Linked DNA regions of Hordeum vulgare: region 2 is linked to region 1. A link is a contact called in public Hi-C data. All regions are on one chromosome and are shown on one strand. Each heading gives the region's core, a stretch centred on a gene start, on an enhancer-like site or on the middle of the called end of the contact. The rest is flanking DNA. Distances are from core to core; before and after follow the strand shown. Region 1 holds the start of LOC123451854 (F-box/LRR-repeat protein 3). Region 2 holds the start of LOC123398697 (oligopeptide transporter 1-like).

Region 1 (2,879 bases), core at 215-2,714:
GAAGGAAGATGAAACTAAAGTGTGATCCAAGAGGTCACGAGTTTTTTTAAGAGCCTATATACTAGCCACCAGAACAGATATGCAAGAAAGTTTCCTATTCCAGCTGCATTCTTCCAAAGGTGTCTGCATAAATTGACCCATACTACCCTACAAGACACCTAACAAATGCATCAATCTCTAAACTGGATGAACCACCTAATAAGTCCAATGGTCCAATACCCCGAATCTCTTTGACATTTTCTGGGTCTAAAAGCAATCAATAAACATCAAAGTCCCACTCTTAACTCTGTTGGTCGCCACATCGTTTCTCCTGTTTATCAAGGGTTCTAGTCCTAACCCGAGAGCCCGAACCTAGACCTTTCCACTGCATAGGGCAATGAGTTCAAACAGCTCATATGGGAGTATAACCTTTAGGTAGGAGATGTCAAGGCTGCGGAGGTCGCGGCACTTTTTGACAAGCAGATCGACGCCGATGTCAGAGATTTCACGGCACCACTTGAAGCTCAGAGTCTCCAGTCTGGGGCAGCCCACGGCTACCTTGGCGAGCCCCATATCAGTGACCCCAAGGCACTTTTCCAGATTTAGCTCCCTCAGCCCAGAGGCGGCGGCCAGGGCGGCAGCCTCCCTATCCCCAGCACCGACGCAGTGCGACAGGTCGACAGCCTCGAGCCTGGGGCAGGCGGCCACGAGGGCTTCCAGCCCGCGCCAGCCCACTCCGCTGGCCCGCGCCAGGCAGACCTGTCGGACGGTGCCGAGGTCCGCGCCGGCTAAAGCGGCTGCAAGAGACGCGTCGTCGAGCGAGGCACAGGCTGAGAGATCGAGGCGCTCGAGCGCCGGGAAGGCGCGGAGCAGGCGAGGGAGCGGCTCCCGGCGGAGCACCCGGAGGGCCCGGCGGTGCGCGGCCTCAGCGCGCGCGAAGGCGCGGCTGACGAGGCGGCAGGCCTTGCGGTCCCGCCGCTCCAGCACGCGATCGAGCACCTGGCCGAGCAGATCCACGGACAGCGCACCGACGCCGCCGCCGCCGGTCCCGCCGCCGTACCTCTGCGCCTCCTCCTCGCTCATCGCGGCTGACGATTCCACCGGGCAGCTCCGGCGGCGAGGGCCGGCCTGTCGGCGAGGCGTGGAGCTTAGGTCGGGATGAAGAGGAAGGAGAGGGCGACGAGGTAGGGGTGGCCGCCGGGGATCGGGAGGCGCGGTACGGCGGCGGCCCTGCGGGGTCGGTATGGGGCGCAGCGCCTCAGCATGGTAGGATCCGCGCGCAGGGCGGGAGGCGGCCGCACGGTGCGATCGTTCCTGATCCGGGCGGCGGAGGAGCGGCAAGGCGACGGCCGGTGGTGGCGAAGGTACGGAGGGAGGAAGGTGGGTAGATGGGTGGGGAGTGGGGAGAGGGAGGGAGGATGGGAGGAGAAAGATGTGGATAGGTAGCACCTGTCGGAGTAGCGCCTGCCTCGGCCCACAGGTGGAGGTATCACCTGAGACGGAACAAGATGACCAAAATGTCCAACGGACGGCCGCCCCGCCCATGGTTTTCTTTGCTTTGCTTTTCTTTTCTTTTCTTTCCGACGACGGCAGAGATGATGATAGTACTGCGTCCGTACTGCTCTGCATTAATCTATGGACGAATTATTATGACTCACTCTCTTAAGTGCAGTGCAGCAGCGCAGGTCCGTCCTTGTTTCTCGGCAAGTGGGTGGTCACGTTTTCGGCATCGTTTTCCTTCCGATGGAGCGCAATTTGGGTTCTGGAATGTAAAGCCAAGAAAACGTGGCCAAAAAAATTGTCGAGCGCGGCCACGCTCCGCTTGCTTCAGTGGTATATTCCCTGCTCACAAAGAATATCCCTTCTCTTCATCTTGTTCTTTTTGCTAGATTTAGGCCCTCTTTGATTTGCTGGGTTTTCAAAACACAGAGTGGATGTACACTTGAATTCTATAAAATTAACACAGAGTGTTTGATGTCATCGGAAAACAAATATATTAGAAAACAGATATTGAAGTGGATCTTAGATTTTCAATGAAATATATAGCACACTTATTAATTTCATAGAAAAAATCATATAGGATCGTGTGAATCGAACAACAAATGTATGGACAAAATCTTAGGGATTCTTATCCTCCAGAAATTCTATGGAATTCTTTTGAATTGGAGGAGGTCTTGTTCTTTACTATTGCATACACTAGAGGATAGTAACAATGTAACAAGGATCTGTTTGAAAATTCGGGAGAGCTATAGTATTTATCTACTCGATTTAGAAAGATAAAGGTAATGAATAATGAAGATTACTCATGAGGTGTTATTTGCTATTAATTCAAGACAGACCCCGAATGAATGGAATGACACAACTATTGTCATGATTCCCAAGATTGACAGTCCGGAACTGGTAACTCAATTATGTCACATAAGCTTGTGTAAAGTTTTTTATAAAATCATCTCTAAAATGCTTGCACTTTGGTTGAAAAATATATTGCCTGAGATTATCTCCCCCGCCCAAATTGCATTTGTTCCTGGAAGGATGATCACGGATTATATCCGTATAGCTTATGAATGTGTGCATAAAATAAAGAACAAGAGGGCTGGTCAGACTGGACTATGTGCAGTTAAATTGGACATGCACAAGGCATACGACACGCTGGAATGGTCCTTTTTGCATGATATGATGGTGAAGTTGGGTTTTCATGAACAATGGATTGAAATGATAATGGCTTGTGTTGGCTCTGTTAGATAAAATAAGGCTTAACTCTCAGGAGGCGGATGTATTCATCCCGACTAGGGGTATTAGGCAGGAGGACCCACTCTCCCCTTACCTTTTTCTCCTTTGTGCACAAGGTCTTTCTAGTTTATTGCAATTTGAAGAAGAAGCTGGTGGCATAGAGGGAATTA
Region 2 (2,700 bases), core at 78-2,577, 530 kb after region 1:
GAGCGATCAAGTAGGAACGAGCGATCAGGCGAGCGCTACATGGTTTTCGTGTTGTGTCGGGTCATTCTGATTACTACTTTTGACTATCTCGATACCTTTTCATGAATTATTTTGAAATACCTATTTTTTATTATTTTTATTTTTATTTTATTTTCTTCTTTTTTATTAAAGTCAACGATTGACTAACTAACTGATCAAGTACGCACGACCAAAAACAGTCCTCAAGCCAGGGAGGGAACGATCAGACCGGAGCTAGCGAGCGATCAGTCAGGAGCGAGCGATCAGGCGAGCGCTACATGTGCCGGCCCAAAACCAAGCGCTGATTAGGGACTCCCGGGCGAGAGGGGCGGCCGGCCCGCGCCACAGATGCAAGGGGCCCCAGGTATGCGCAGCGAAATATACGTGCTCACTCGACGAAAACTGAGCCGAGTATAACTTTTTCCTTGATTTCCTCGCTGGTACGATTGTTTCCGGGAGCCGTGCGGTGATTGTGGAGCAGATCTTTTATTGCACGCGATTAGTCAGGAATCGTATGGAAAAATGGCTCCTGATTTCTTTCCTTAATCCACCAACTGAAAACTCTCCGTCCAATTGCTTTGTTTTGGAACGTGCTCCCAATTTTCGGGGTAACCGGGCAAGTGGATCCTTAAAAAGAGAACAAGTCAAACGGGAATTCCCAGTCATACACGAAGCTGGGAGGTGAGAACATAGATTCTTCACGTATCCATCTTCTGTGAGCGCGTAGCGGCTCCTCGATTCAAAGAAGCCCCGAATCTGTGGATGTCCAGGCTGCCGGGGATAGCCATATCGCTGCCTCATACATGACGATTACAGTTACATAAGGTATGCGTGGATCTCTATTTATATATATGTCTATTGTATGCCGTATGAGATTTTACTAGAATTCTTTATTGAATTCACTCTGGAGGTGTGTGGAAAAGAAACAAAAGAGGAAGAGGATGGATGAGTACGATGATCAGATTTTTTTTTAATAGAGTTACGAAAAAGTAGCAGGCGTCAGGGCCGAAAATAAAACTGGTAGTTATTTTTGCCCTAACCCTAATTGTGATTGCTTTATGCTGTTTACTTGACATACAGATGCGGGAGCCGGCTGTTGAGTGACAGACAAATAGCGGAAACCCCGAAAGGTCACCGACAACTCCTCTTTCAAGCTACAAGGTTACTGCATCTCAGGATCTGAGACCCTACAAACAAGTGAGGTCATGCGAGATTGTTTCTAATAATAGCCAGCCTATTTTAGAAATACGACACAAACTGAAACGGAGAAGGTCACTCTTAAACCAAAGAGGTTTCAACGGCAGCTAGCGCGCATTGCCCTGGCGTGTCCCCTGGAGGAGACCGCCAACTTTCCGTAGGCCGGGAGGCCCGAGCCCGGCGAGCACGTTCCGATGGCAGAAACCCGCTGTACGTTTGCCCGCAACCTTTCTGCGTCTTCTTTCGTGTCATTCTGTTGTTAATGCATTCATTCATTTGGATCAAGCATGGTTTTCATAATTTCATCTTGCCATCGGAGCTTCACGTGATCTTTGTACCAAACAAAGCCAAATGGAGATCTCAATGTTTCGCTAGTTTGATCGCTGTTACTGCAAATGATAACTGATCTGCAGACGATGCAGAAGAAGAGGTGAACGACCACCCGATCGAGGAGGTCCGGAACACGGTGCCGATAACCGACGACCCTTCGGAGCCGTCCCTGACGTTCCGAACATGGGTGCTGGGGATGCCGTCCTGCGTGCTGCTGGCCTTCGTCAACGAGTTCTTCATGTACCGGTCCAACCAGCTGAGCATCGGCACCGTGGTGGTGCAGATCGCCACCCTGCCCATCGGCCGGTTCATGGCGTCGGCGCTGCCGGCGAAGCTCATACGCGTCCCGCTCATGGGCTGGACCTTCACCCTCAACCCCGGCCCTTTCAGTCTCAAGGAGCACTGCCTCATCACAATCTTCGCCGGTGCGGGCGCCAGCGGCGTCTATGCCATGAACATCATCGCCATCGTCAAGGTCTTCTATAAGCGGCAGATCAACCCCTACGCGGCCATGCTGCTCGCGCAAACAACCCAGGTGATCCAATATTAGCTCGACTTTTCATTCCATATCCATTGGCTGAATTTCGAGGTCATTTTGGCCAATGTGGGGCTCTGTTTAATTTCAGTTGCTTGGGTACGGATGGGCTGGCTTGTTTAGGACGTACCTGGTGGATTCGGCCTACATGTGGTGGCCTCTAAACCTTGTCCAGGTCACCCTCTTCAGGTCAGTACGTACGTAGAGTTGTTGAGAGAGACTTGAAGCAATGCAACTTGTCTATACAAATGAATGATGTATATTATTATAATATATGGACCAAAACTGCATGACCATAGACCGTCGTATGACCATATACAGGGCGATGCACGAGGAGGAGAAGAGGCCCAAGGGGCAGCTGACACGGCTGCAATTCTTCTTCATCGTGATGATCTGCAGCTTCGCCTACTACTTGATCCCCAGCTACCTGTTCCCAGCGGCGAGCACCCTCTCGGCGCTCTGCTGGTTCTACAAAGACTCTATCACGGCGCAGCAGATCGGCTCCGGTCTCAAGGGCCTCGGCGTCGGCTCCTTGGGCCTCGACTGGAACACCGTCGCGGGGTTCATCGGCAACCCGCTCGCCTCCCCGGCGTTCGCCATCTTCAACATGATGGCCGGCT

The links. Hi-C and Micro-C count contacts between places; a contact is called where the count stands out from the background.
Region 2: a contact with region 1 is called in a Hi-C map of leaf, with 2.7 times the contacts expected there. The contact joins the promoter of LOC123398697 here to the promoter of LOC123451854 in region 1. A contact is called at or near these places in 3 of 6 Hi-C or Micro-C datasets (leaf and seedling) and 1 of 1 datasets of contacts at active chromatin or transcription factors (embryo).

The regions. Positions count from the first base shown.
Region 1 is chr5H:114,025,046-114,027,924 of MorexV3_pseudomolecules_assembly, forward strand. LOC123451854 (F-box/LRR-repeat protein 3) reads right to left here and starts at 1,465. Exons shown (of 7, transcript XM_045128397.1): 1 at 409-1,465. The coding sequence starts at 1,062.
Region 2 is chr5H:114,552,493-114,555,192 of MorexV3_pseudomolecules_assembly, forward strand. It overlaps LOC123398697 (oligopeptide transporter 1-like), which reads left to right and starts at 1,328. Exons shown (of 6, transcript XM_045093147.1): 1 at 1,328-1,425; 2 at 1,629-2,080; 3 at 2,172-2,269; 4 at 2,402-2,700. The coding sequence starts at 1,410.